Linked DNA regions of Lactuca sativa: region 2 is linked to region 1. The links are chromatin contacts, called in public Hi-C maps. All regions are on one chromosome and are shown on one strand. The core of a region is the stretch at or near the end of the contact, and the rest is flanking DNA. Distances in the headings are between cores, read along the strand shown.

What was found. A called contact is a pair of places that touch in the nucleus more often than the background predicts.
Region 2: a Hi-C map of leaf shows a contact between it and region 1, with 9 times the contacts expected there. The contact joins the promoter of LOC111882115 here to the promoter of LOC111908885 in region 1. A contact is called at or near these places in 4 of 4 Hi-C or Micro-C datasets (bud, leaf and seed).

What each region holds. Positions count from the first base shown.
Region 1 is chr4:190,380,273-190,384,605 of Lsat_Salinas_v11, reverse strand. LOC111908885 (peptide deformylase 1A, chloroplastic) reads left to right here and starts at 2,073. Exons shown (of 4, transcript XM_023904684.3): 1 at 2,073-2,697; 2 at 2,849-2,938; 3 at 3,025-3,092; 4 at 3,173-3,575. The coding sequence starts at 2,191. The coding sequence ends at 3,413.
Region 2 is chr4:191,080,610-191,084,378 of Lsat_Salinas_v11, reverse strand. LOC111882115 (O-fucosyltransferase 13) reads right to left here and starts at 1,482. Exons shown (of 6, transcript XM_023878479.3): 1 at 1,158-1,482; 2 at 988-1,067; 3 at 818-888; 4 at 622-710; 5 at 314-535; 6 at 1-241. The coding sequence starts at 1,282.

The DNA of each region.
Region 1 (4,333 bases), core at 824-3,323:
ATTTTGGGCGATCAACAAATGGGTTTATGGTCTCTAACTTTCAACTCAAAATTAGCAAAGAAACGTAGAAGAGGTGATTGCTTACGTGAGTTTTTGGGGTGCCTCAAGGGAAAATATGTATGAGATTTATATGGTTATAAATTTGTAATGTCGGTCTCATATGATGTGGGCAATAGTTTATGTTGTACAAGTTGCATGCAAAAGTTCTTTTCAATTGTAATGTTTGTAAAAGAAACATGTGTTTTGGCTATTTGAAGTTATATGAATTTGTTCTTATATGATCTAGTTGTGACAATTGAGACATGCTCGATGTAGAGAAATTGGCTTTGAGGTACCACCACTAATTTTCATCTTGATTTCTTGTATTATATGATATTATTGGTTTTTATGATAAATGAGGTATGAGGTTTTCTAGGTGGTGTATCCAAGTATAGCTATTAATATAGGTATGGTTTTATGTTGGTAAAGTAAAACTTTGTGGTTCCAACTAATGAAGGTAATTTAATTAAACAAGTGGTTAGTAGCATCACATTAGTGTTGTTTTACCCACTCAAAATTAATCTTCACTTCACGTGTCATATTACCATATTCGTAAATTTCCTAATCGTTAGACAAGATTTTTAGTAAGTTGGGATATTTGGCAATTGCTTATAAATTTTAATGTCATATATATACTTTTCCATTCCATCATATTATTTCTTAGTTCATAATATAACAATTTATTGCGGTGGTTTGGTCTGACATTTTTCAACCTAAAATTACCAATTGTTACAGTAATTGAAATCATTGTCAAAGATGTCAGAAATCGTAGTCCAAATCAACAAAATCGTAGTCAAACTTACATGTTTTATTGGTAACACTAGTTGTGAGCCTCGTATATTATACGAGTTGATTAAAACAAAATGTTAAATATGAACAATTAAATGAGAAGTTTATTTGAATTTGAAATTTGAAATAAATGAAAATTATGAGAAAAAAAACATGCAAAAGATAAATTAATTAAAAATATATGTTTAATTATCATACCCGTGTACTAAACATGATAATTATAATACAATGTTAAACAAAAACGTTTAAACTTCAAATTTATTTGAATTTGAAATTAAAATTTAAAATTTAAAATATAAAATTAATAGTCATTATGGTTGGTTTAATTTATATAAACTAAATTAATGATATATTGGAAATGAAAATAAAATAAATGACAAGTGGAAAATAAATATATATATCTCAAAATTATAATAAAATGACATGTGACCAATTGAATGAAAGAACGACATGTGGCAAAATGAATGAGAGATAGATACGTGACAAAATAAAGGAAAAAATGATATGTAACAAAATATTGTTATGTATTAGGATAGATAAAAAGTAAAAGAAACCACAAATCGACCTCAGCCATATGTGATTTGGAAAAAAAAAAATTATACATACACATTATTTTCGGACCATGGGCTGAAACTAGGCTTAAATCACAGTCCATTAACCACAAATCGCAACTAACTTATATGAGATCGTAGGTGAGACTAGGTATATGTGACTATTTAAAAAAAAAAAAAAAAAAAAAAAAAAAAAGTAGGATTTTGGCTTTGAAAAGGCATTAGAAAATTAGTTAAATTTGTAACTTTCTCATTTTTTATGGCCGGTTAGATTTATAAAAATTTAATTATCACATAACTTCCATGGCTTATGGATAAGAAAATTATTTTATAACTTACGTATCGAATAACTAATTGTTTCATGACCACATGACTATGTTTTCTCATATGAAAGTTTAAAGCATGATATAAAGCACACTAGATGTAAACTTTGGACGTTGGTTAATCAAAATCAAAACTATCAATATTTAAACAAAGGAAATGACATCAACCAATTTAGAGTCAATGTACCGGTTTGAGTATTTTGCATTTGGTACCGGTTTGAAACACCGGTCTAGAAACCAGTTTGCAAACCTATAAAAACCCGATTTTTATATAGTAAAAAACTATTGGTTTCATCAATTATTTCTTCAATTTGTTAATTATACAAGATTTTAGAGGTTTCCTAAGACCGAGTTTAACCCTTTGTACTATCAGAGATGCCAAGAAATTATTTTCGAATCAAACCGATCCAAAAGCTATATCCACCCAAAAATGAGTAATTGGATTTGTCTATTAGAGATCTTGGGTTAAATCATTTAGGCCCAAATGTATGATCCGGTTAATGAAAATGCGACGATGCCAGAATGGAATTGCTAATCAATCAATGGTGATGAAGGTAATGCGACGGCTGTCGCAACGTCTCCCATCGAAGCCACTCACCGGTGAATGCTTGAGGCTCGGCAGAACCACATCGTTTCTCCACATTAGAACCCTAATTGTCCAATCCCAAAATAAACCCATTTCAAACCCTGGATTTCCTTCCTCCAACCCCGCCTTTAACGCCAACTTCATCACGGCTAGTAGAGGTTTCAGCTCTCCTTCCACTGTTATAAATCCATCAAGTTGGTTAGGCGGGTTGGTGAAGAAGAAGAAGGTTATAGATTTGCCCTGTATCGTGAAAGCCGGTGACCCGGCTCTTCACCAACCCGCTCGAGAAGTCTCGCTTGAAGAAATCGGGTCGGATCGTATCCAGAAGATTATTGATGATATGGTGCAGGTCATGAGAAGACGACCTGGGGTTGGCCTTGCTGCTCCCCAAATTGGTATTCCTTTAAAAGTCAGTTTTTTTAATCGAAATTCCAGTTTTCCAATGATCATTTTATAGAATTTCCATTCCTATTTGGCTTTTGAATTCATATTTTAAGCAAAATTAATGCCAATTTACACCTTTATCTTTCTTCTGTAACCAAAAATTGATTCATGATCAGATTATTGTGTTAGAGGATCTTAAAGAATACATCGCTCATGCACCAGAGGAAGAGAACAAGGCACAAGACAGACGTCCTTTTGATCTTTTGGTATCCCAATTCACCAACAAATTTGAGTATTCCAAAATCTTACCTTATGAATCCAAATTTTTCTAACTGTATTCTTGAAAAATTAGGTTATTTTAAACCCAATACTTAGAAAGAAGAGCAACAAATCTGCATTCTTTTACGAAGGCTGCTTAAGGTAAGTTGGATTTGAGTAATTGAACAATGAAACACATAGGAAATGGTGATGATTCTTTGTTGATGGCATGATTTTTGCAGTGTTGATGGATATAGAGCAATGGTGGAAAGGTTTGTAGAGGTGGAGGTAAGGGGTTTAGGTCGAGATGGGAAGCCCATGAAGGTGGATGCATGTGGATGGAAGGCTCGTATTTTACAACATGAATGTGATCATTTAGAGGGAACTTTGTATGTCGACAAAATGGTGAAAAGAACATTTAGGACCATTGAGAACTTGGACTTGCCTCTTGCTAATGGATGCCCTAAATTGGGTGTTCGATAGCATTTTGTGGTTGTGGTTTCAAGATGTTGTAGTAGATTTATGCTCTTTCAAATGAGACTTTTGAATATACTTGCATTGTAGGAGTTTTAATCTGATGTGGATTTGGCTCTTTATGTGGGTTGTATCTTATTTATATCTAACATGATAGCCTTGTGGGGAAAAGAGTAACTTTGAAATATCGGTTGTGTTTTTTTTTTATTTATTTATTTATTTATCGATTTAGGTTGTAAAATGTAACATATTGCTTTATAATTTAATTTTAATTTTATAAGCGGGTTGTATGAAAAGATGTTTTTGTGATGTTTGATGTGTAGACAAGCAAGTTTGTCGCCAAAATAATGCTTTTAACCAAAAGAGTGTTAGGAATTTTTAGAGTCTAGTGATTGTTGATCATTTTTGGCACGTTTGAACTTGAAAAAAACATAAATATGTAGCATCGAAAAATTTAAAGGTGTTGGGTAAACGAATTAAAAAACAAGAAGGATGTATGATCAATATCTATTCATGTAGACGGTGGTAGAGAACTTAAGAATGTAATGCAATTAGTAGCTTTTGTGACAAGTAATAAATAACTCGCAACATTTTATTTCGAACTCCTCAATCTAATGGAACCATTAAGAGGGAACAAATCGAGCTTACAAGAGATTAGATGTATGTTGTTAACATTCAGGAGAGGTTTTTAGAACACCGAAGTAGTACTTGGACAGTCGTTTTGGAATAGGTTTTTTCCTTTTTATTTTATTTATTTTTTATTTTTTTGTGTGTATGTGTATAAAATATGTTTTGGTTCTTTTTGTATAAGTTTTGTTTCTGTAAAATCTAAAATGCAAATGTAATCTGAAAAATCAAACAAAAAAACTAATAAATACATAAACTTAAATGATTTGTTTAAAGTAATATTATAATGTTCAAATGGTCTC
Region 2 (3,769 bases), core at 233-2,732, 700 kb before region 1:
GAATGGTTTCCGATCACCACCGCCACGTGCCGCCTCTATTGCCGCCATGGATGCCGGAGAAAGACCTTGGTATTCGCATTGACTGTAAGCTACCATATCGGGTTCAAAACGAAGGTGAAGAGAGAGAAAGGGTTTGGGTATAGCTTCTAGAAGCTCTGAGCTTTTGGTCTCCAAGGGGTTTGTTAGGCGGAGTGCACTGTAACACCCTTGACAAAGGGCCGCCTTTGCATAGACAGGAAACCTGCAAGATTTCAGGACAGTAAAATGACATTAATGCCCTCCTCCATATTTTGAAATAGTTTGAGTTGAGTACCTATCACGGCGTTGGCTCATTGCAGGTGTGATGGAGATGTAATGATGCTTTAATAGAGAGGGAAGAACAGACTCGATATAATCAAATTGGCCTTTGCGTTTGCTGCAATCCACTCGAACAGGTTCTTTTGATGCAATTTCTGCAGGAAGTTCTTTCACGACTTTTATAAATCCTTTTAGTTGTTGGATGAAGTAGTCCACATCGAATACATCTGTGAAACCACTGAAGAAGGAACACACAAGGGTTTCAATGAAGTTGGTGTTTTGGTTTGGTTGAGTTTTTAACAAGATGAAGTAACGAGGAAGTACCTTGATTCATTCCAATATGCAGCCACTTCGAATTTTGGTAAAACAAGAGTTGCATTCAGTAATCTTGCAATGCCAATACCATCACATAACTGAAAACAGTAAACAGCAGTGTGTTGATACTTGATAAAACTTTCTTCAAAAGTATTGATCAGAAGATTAGCCAAAATGAAAATGTAAATGTTTGAACTGTACTTACATCTCTCCTCATCTGATTAAGCCCGCCATAACAATCCACACGAATGTAACCATTAGTCTCTACCGGCAGAGCTGCAGTATTTCACTGTAGTTCAATCTATTCTAAGCCTTTGAATGATGGAGAGATTGAAATGAGAATGAGAATCGACAAAAACTAGGAAACAAACTAACCAGTCAAATGTCCTTGAAGCCACCATTTACAAGGTCGCCATTCTAAAATCCTTTTAGCACTCCATATATCGGATTCGCCGCTGCAAATCGAGTATTCGGATAGATCCGAAATCAGTTAAAGCAATTTACCAGAAACTGAAAGCAATACGAAGGAGGATTTGTGAACTTACATGGCGGAATAGAGAGGGATCTGGGAAAAAGGTGAAGATGGAGACAGAGAGATCACCGCGAACAATAGGATGATTGTGAAGAAAACGAGAGTGACGAGGGGTTTCTTCGCAAAAAGTGTTAACATCTGATACGTATACGGATCAAATTCTTGCAGCCACAATAGGATTCGAGGTTTCAATGGCGAAAACGGTGTTGAAACAAGAAAGAGGAAAGGATCTGGATTCTGTGCAAGATATCATATGGGAGTTTGGCGATTGTGCGCTGCACTGCAGGATCTCAAATCTGGGGGGCGTATGTAATTGGATATGAATTGTGAAATTGGACGGTTAGATAATAAATAAGGTAAATAAAAATAAGTCATTTTGACGGTGCTGCGGACAAAGAAATTTTGATGGAATAAGATTATATATCTAACAGAATTACCGATGAAAAATAACCATTTTATTATGTTGTTTGATGGTACATCTTAGATACTTAATTTCAAAATGAACACATACGGAAAAAAATACAATGGCAGCAACAAAGGTTCAACATATATACTATATGCTTATCTATGACAGCAACAAAGGTTCAAAATATATATATATATATATATATATATATATATATATATATATATATATATATATATATATATATATATATATATATATATATATATATATATATATATATAGCTAAAGAGAGCTTCATCAAGACACATAATATACATAATTATCTATATTATGTGTATAACAAAAAAGAGAAATAGAAGTTTAAGGACAACAAAAGGAATATATATATGCATTTCAACAAACAATTTGGATGATTAAAAATAAAAGAAATTCATGTGCATAGGGTCAAAAGCAATAGTTCTACATATCATATGATAATATATGGAAGACCCTAACAAGGAAAAAACACAAAAGAAGAATAAATCAATTAATTGTGAACATATATGTGGACACCACAGTTGAATGGTGTGGGTGAGAGGCATAATCGAACCTTGCTAGACATGGTTCGTTCTATGATGAGTCGTGTTTCGCTACCTATCTCATTCTGGAGGTATGCCTTAGACACCGCTGCCCATATCCTTAACTTAGTCCATACAAAAAAGGTTGTCAAAACACCTCACGAGATGTGGACAGGGAAAGCTCCCTCGTTGTCACATATCAAGGTTATGAGTTGCGAGGCTTTCGTAATACAAGAGACTCACGACAAGCTCGAACATCGTAATGAGCGATGTATTTTCATCGGCTACCCGCAGAAGTCATTTGGTTATCTCTTCTATAAACCAGGTGACAATGTTGTCTTCGTTGCGAGGAGAGGGGTTTTCCGAGAATGAGAACTCATAATCCAAGGGGATAGTGGGAGGCAAGTCGATCTTGAAGAGCTTCAAGAATCGAAAGATAAAGGAACCCGTAACACTATGTTCAATGTAACGACCCAAATTTCACGTCTAAAAATTTTCTTTTTAAATCAGTACTTTAGAAAACGGTTGTAATTAAAACGTTGTCTGGTCAAACCATTTCATAACATACATCGTGTCTGAAAACCGAAACATGAAAAACAATCAAATATCAGAGTACAAAATCCCAGAATGACTCATGGTGCGGAAAACAAGGTGCGTGTATGATATGTCGCGACCGCGCCAGCTCCTTCCCTCTTGAAGAAGAGGTACCCCTGAAAACAAAACTGTAAACCGTAAGCACGAAGCTTAGTGAGTTTCCCCATAATACCTCATACCATACAAACATACAATGAACAACTAGGAGATACGGGCCTTGCCTACACTCATGAAGATACGGGCCTCGCCCACACTCCGCTAGCTGGGAGATACGGGCCTTGCCCACACTCCGCTATCTGGGAGATACGGGCCTCGCCCACACTCCCCTATCTGAGAGATACGGGCCTCGCCCACACTCCCCTATCTGAGAGATACGAGCCTCTCCCACACTCAGCTGCTACCATAACATACAAGTATCACATAGACAACGAGTATAAACAATTCTATCATACTGGCATATATCATAATCAACCTCAACTATGAGATACGGGCCCTGCCCACACTCCGGCACTAACATATCGTCTATACGGGTCGGCCTTGGTGCCTTAGACTCGTTACTACTGGAAGGAAACTCACCTCGTAACGTAGCTACCGAAAGTCTGACTGCTAGACGTCTGGCGGCTGTACCGGTAATCCTCTGGCTACAAATCCATAAACATAGATTAGCCACTCATAAATACCCTTAGGTCAATTGACTGACCCACCCCTGCTCCAAGGTCAACTCCTTGGTCAAAGTCAACTTCCAGTTGACTGGACTCGCCGAGTCGTGGCACAGACTCGCCGAGTCCTTCTCCTACTAACTCACTCGCCAAGTCCCTCTTCCCACTCACTGAGTCACCCTTAACTCACTACTCGGGACTATAGAACTAACTCGTGATCCGACTCGCCGAGTCCAAGAACGACTCGTCGAGTCCCCACGAGCAGATCTCCTACTCGCTTCCAAATCCTCACTAGAGCATTTCTTAAGAGGATCTGGGGTTCTGGGACTATTGCTACACGTTAAATTGCTAATTCCGCGTGCAGATATGAAGGGTTGGACCTTCAACACTTAAACCCCTCTTACTC